Linked DNA regions of Zea mays: region 1 is linked to region 2. A link is a contact called in public Hi-C data. All regions are on one chromosome and are shown on one strand. Each heading gives the region's core, a stretch centred on a gene start, on an enhancer-like site or on the middle of the called end of the contact. The rest is flanking DNA. Distances are from core to core; before and after follow the strand shown.

Region 1 (2,700 bases), core at 44-2,543, 75 kb before region 2:
TCGAGTCTTCTGCCACTGAAAAAATTCATGAAGCAATGAGTGAGTACAAATGTACTCCGCAAATCGACTTTTACCCTTAAGGTGAGAGACCTATATAATTCACATGCACTTTAGTGGGAGTTGGTGCTCAAATCCCTCCTTTGTTTAATTTTGGAAAAAGTGGCTTAAACCCTGAAGTATCACTAGAAAAGAGTACCTTTTTATGAAACACCACTGGGCACCTCACCCCCGTGGTACATAAACTCCTTTAATTGGGATGACACATACACGCACTCCCTTTTTTGAATGAACACCTAAATATTCTATTTGTGGTAACCATACCATACTCATCCATTCTAATGGACACAGACTATTTGAATAGATTTTTGACTTTTTGCAGTGGTGTGCACTTTACCTACTAGTTCAATTTCTACAATCCCACCATCGTGCGATCTGAGTACCGAAATTCTATCCTCCCCTATACGGCTTTACCTTGGCGGTAATATCGAGAGGAACAAGTCCACCATCTTTCCCAAACCAAGACGCTAATGTTCCCCTTCCTTTTCCTCCTAGTGCTCCCCAGTCGTCAATAACCCTCGGATTCGGCCCATGTAGACTCAAACTGAGCAGTTGTCCATACAACCTCGAGTGGTTGTACTTTTGAGAGTTTAGGCAAGAAATAAATGATAAACTGGTCCTTAAGCGAGATGGGACAGTCCACCACGCTCATGCCTAATCCGGCTAAGCTAACTTCTCTTTGAGCCCTCCCACGACCAGGGAGTCCCGACCATCCAGCTCATGGTGGTGATGGTGTTAATCAAACACTTTACTCTGATTTTCACAAAAAATTTCCCTTTTTTAGAAAATACCACTTCCTCTCTACTTCTTGTCGAAGAAGAATAATGAATAACTAATGCAGGGCTAGCAACTCTCTACTCACTTAATGCAAGGATACCTCCATTTTCCCCAGCATAGGATGGAACGTAAAAGGCTGGGACATTTATGCATCAATGGCAAAGCGGACTTGACTTCTTCAAGAGCTAGGGTTTTTAGAACATCAGTCTCGACTTCGTCTAAAAACATAAACAGTGAGAACAATACATCAACCATTTTCATAGATGAAGGGCATAATATAATTGTAATATTATATATATATATATATGTTTGAATTAAATCGAACTTTTCCTCCTTTTTTGAAAAAAGGTTGAGAACGAAAAGGAAAATAAATAATCAAGGGATATGGGCTGGTCGGTGGCCATTTGGCCTAGCTGGGTCGGCCACTCGGGGTGCCACGGCCCACTTGGCCCACGTAGAAGGGAGACAGGTGGAAATGACGCTGGGTAGAGCCCACATGGCACTATGGCAGCGGTGGCAGAGGAAACGGCGCGAGAGGCGCCGGGTGACAGTCGATCTGACCAGACCGGGCCGTCGCGGTGGCGTGGCTCACCGGCGGTTCTTCGCCAGCAATTCGGTTTCCTAGACACAGGGAGCGGGGAATCAAGAGGACACTCTAGCAAAGCGAGTATCGGTCCCCAGGGAAGACAAAGAGGGAAGACAGTGACGTCTTGTGGCTTCGAGGAGGCGAGTGTGGAGGTGGAGAGGAGGGTGGGAGATGCTCCAGGGAGCTAGGGCGAGGGAGCTCTAGGTGAGTCTCTTAAATAGGTTGGCGTTAGTGAAACGATGGTGGAGCCCGGGACCCGACGAGGGGGCGGCTCTCTGTGGTGGAGTGGGAGGAGCAAGGGTGTAGTGATCGGGGCATTGGGTTCCAGTCCTTAGTGGGGGACGGTGCGGTGGCTGGGGCACAAAGATGGGATGTCTCAAGGTGCTGGGGAGAGCTCAGAGCTCCATGCGCACACGAGTGCTGACTGCTGAGGACGGAGGGAGAAGAAGCTTCTGACGCCCTAGCTGGCAGCAGCAAGGAGGGGGAGAAGAGGAGTGCTGATTTGCGGGCCCGGCTGGTCAAGCAGAGTGCTTCTTCCCTTTTTTTTGTTTTTTTAACAGGAAGTAAGAAAATATATATATATATAATATATATATAGATAGAGGAGGTAATGGAAGCCATTAGTACGGGAAGCCCCACTCACGTATACCCACGCGCGTCCGATCGTGTGCTGGTTCTGGCTCAGGCTCACGTATACCCACGCGCGTCCGATCGTGTGCTGGTTCTGGCTCAGGCGGATTGTAGTGTAAAACGTGATCTAAAATAACGTAAATGAGTACGAAATTTAGCGTAAATTGTATATCTGTTTCGTAACAGCAAATGCATCCCCAAATTACGGCGTAAAAATCGTGTGCGTCCGATCGTGCGCGGGTTCTAGCTCGAATAGATTTTAGCGTAAAACGTGAGCTAAAACAATGTAAATGGGTACACAATTTAGCGTAAATCGTATATCTATTTCGTAACAGCAAATGAGGCCCGAATTACAGCGTGAAAATGGCGTGCGACCGATTGAGCGCGGGTTCTGGCTCGAATAGATTTCAGCATAAAACGTGAACTGAAACATTGTAAATTAGTACAACTTTTACCGTAAATCGTATATTTGTTTCGTAATGGCGAATGGAGCCCAAATTTACGGCGCAAAAATCGCGCGCCACCGGTCGTGCGCGGGTTCTAGCTCGGACAGATTTAAGTGTAAATCATGAACCAAAACAACGTAAATGAGTACGAATTTTAGCGTAAATCGTCCATCTTTTTCATAATAACGAATATAGACCGAATGT
Region 2 (2,700 bases), core at 157-2,656:
CCCTCAGCCTGTTGCCGGAGACGTCGAGGATCTTGAGGTTGGAGAGAAGGCCAATGGAGTCTGGAAGAGAAACCAAGTCGTTGGAAGCGAGGCGGAGTTCTTCTAGGTGTTCGAGCCCACCAATCGCGTCGGGAATCACCTGCGAATTCAAGCAAGGAACATCACTGTTGAAGGCGCCAAACAGGGAATTCGCCCGTGAACTGAACTGCCACAGCGCCACATGTGTAGTTTAATTTAGATCCGTTTGAACGCGAAAATTTAACCGAAATTGTACAGACCTTTTCATGTGAATCGGTTTAAGAATTTCATAAAACCACTTTAATTCCACAGAAAACCACTTTAATTTCAAAGCACTTTGTGCAATGTGCAAGGGAGAATGAACTTCGATATGATCACTACAAAATACTGCCATTCGACCAATCCCAACAACTCATTCAGAAAATTCGTGGACGTCACAATGCATGATGTAGGGAGACGGCGCGAATGCTTAGGTACGAGTCCCTAACCTTGAGCTGGTTGCGGGAGACGTCGAGCGCGAGGAGGCCGCGGATCCGGCCAATGGGCTCCGGCAGTAGGCGCATCTGCCGATCGGCGAGGTTCACCCGCTCCACCACCTTCCCTTCCCCCGCGTCCTTGAGCACCCGCACCACCTCCTCGTCCACCGCCCCGGAACCCTCTTCCCCTTTGCCATCACCGCCGCCCACCTTCTTGATGTCCCTCCCGTGCATCGCCATCTGGTACACGTGCTCCAGCTTCCCCTCCGCGTCGCGCAGCAGGGCGCCGTACGCCTCGTGGTCCTCCTCCAGCCGCACCACCTCCCGGCACTTGGCCAGCTTCTCCTCGTCGAGATCCTTCGTCTTCACGTCCGCGTTGGCGTCTGCCTTCTTCCCAGCATCGGCCAAGCGGAGAAGTTCGCGGGAGGCGTCGACTTGCTCGTGGTCGGGCCGGGGCCCCAGGAGGCGGATCGCGTCGCGCGCCGAGGAGACGTCGGCGACGGCGCGGGTCATGGCAGACAGCACGGACGGGTGGCGCAGGCCTGGCATGCGCCCCACCAAGTCGATCTCCGCGGCACCCGACGGCGTGCGCGGGGACGGCTGCTCGAGGTCCCGCTCGCGCGGGGACCTCGGCGTCCTCACCGCGGGCAGCGAGGGGAGGCGGGAGAGCACGTAGGCAAGGATCGGGTGTGACTGCGGCGTCGGATCCATGGCGGCGGCTGCGACGACGACGACGCGATCGTTCTCGTTCGCTCCCGTTGGCGGGATCGGTGGCTCGCGAACGGAACGGATCGGAGGAGACGAGAGGACGAGCGAGTCGTAGGATTTCTGGATTTGGGATCCGGACCGGAAAACCGGGAAATTTTATTCGAGAGCTTGAGTGAACGGCCGCGCGTTCCGGGGTCCGGTCCGGACGCGAGAATTGGCAGCTACGATGGGCCGTAAGAAGGGCTTCTGCCAGCGGCACACAGAGACGAAAGCCCATTTCAGCCAGTAAGAAGGATGGCATAATAACAGGCAGCCAAAATTGAGAGTGACAAAATAGCAAATTTCTCGGCTTCCGCCACACCCGCTCCAGGTCCCCTCCCCCAAACTGAAACGAAGTTGCGGCGGTCGCGACTGAGTGCAGAGATGCTGCAGTTCCCGGCGCTGATGCGGCAGTGGCCATCGCCGGCGCTGATCCCGGCGTCCACGCTGCTCCCCGTGCCGGCCACCTCCCAGGAGGACGAGCTTCTCCTCTCCATGGCCGAGTCCGACCTCGAGGATAAGGTGCAGTGGTTCTCTCTATTCCCTTGCCCCTTCTCCAACGCTCCCGATGCCGACGGGGTGACTGACTGACGCTTCCTTTGTTTCTCCCTTTGCTTGCCTCTCAGCTGAACGAGATCCGGAAGACCAACAGCCACCTGGTTATCATCGGGAAGCCCACGGGCGACACCAAGGAGGAGTACGACGCTGAGGTGGAGGACGACGATGCAGACAACGTCGAGGAGTCTGACGGCGACGACTTCGACCAGGAGACCGGTTGACCCAGGTGGCTCCCCCGTGCTTCGTCGGCGTCCTTGAGCGTCGTCATCCCCGCTGTCCAGTCTGTATTTCGCAATCCCTGAGTTGCTCCTTCTATCTAGATACGCTGTTACCCTATTTTGCTGCTGTCTGTTCTCAGGATCTGAGCATGTCCTTGTCGTGTGGACCTTGTGTATGAAACAAGTACATGATTAATCGGTCCAATTTAAATGCTATATTAGTTTCCTCTATTTGTGCCAGATACTGCTACTTCTTACCATTTTGTTGTTTGTGTCATGACCAACAAATCCTTGTCAAGATTCTTACACTGTTCTATTTCTTTTGTGGTCGAATCTTCTTATATGAAAATTTTGAAGCACTGCTTTACAGAAAAGAGACATCAAGGAGCGAATTAAATTGAGCTATTAGTAATGTCGACTTGCCGTAGTAACACTCAAGTACTGTAATTGTCAGGTGTCATTAACCTAGACATTCACATCGAGGATTCCTTTAAAAAAACAAAGTGTTCTATATGAGTGTCCTCTTAGCAGTTGAACTATAAAGTGTTTGTTGTCAGTGTGTTGCTGGAATGTGCTTATTAATTTTCATTGATTGCCTGTTGATTTTCTATACTTGACACCCAAAAAAGCTTATTTACTTTTCAGTTCTCTAATTTAATAAGACCAGTTTGTCTACTGTGTTA

What was found. Hi-C and Micro-C count contacts between places; a contact is called where the count stands out from the background.
Region 1: a Hi-C map of ear shows a contact between it and region 2, with 5 times the contacts expected there. The contact joins the enhancer-like site here to the promoter of LOC103627372 in region 2. A contact is called at or near these places in 13 of 25 Hi-C or Micro-C datasets (bundle sheath, ear, endosperm and 3 more) and 2 of 3 datasets of contacts at active chromatin or transcription factors (leaf and seedling).

Annotation. Positions count from the first base shown.
Region 1 is chr5:183,663,979-183,666,678 of Zm-B73-REFERENCE-NAM-5.0, reverse strand. No RefSeq gene overlaps it. Among protein-coding and RNA genes, the nearest start is that of LOC103627373, 4.2 kb to the right of the region's middle. Within about 2 kb of position 1,293, at least 17 of the 20 cell types and tissues checked have an H3K27ac peak or open chromatin away from gene starts, as enhancers often do. A contact at or near this core is called in bundle sheath, ear, leaf and 3 more, where this site is marked.
Region 2 is chr5:183,589,225-183,591,924 of Zm-B73-REFERENCE-NAM-5.0, reverse strand. It overlaps LOC103627372 (plant intracellular Ras-group-related LRR protein 2), which reads right to left and starts at 1,406. Exons shown (of 3, transcript XM_008647663.3): 1 at 507-1,406; 2 at 1-139. The coding sequence starts at 1,205. LOC100276844 reads left to right here and starts at 1,533. Exons shown (of 2, transcript NM_001150551.1): 1 at 1,533-1,763; 2 at 1,868-2,257. The coding sequence starts at 1,626. The coding sequence ends at 2,020.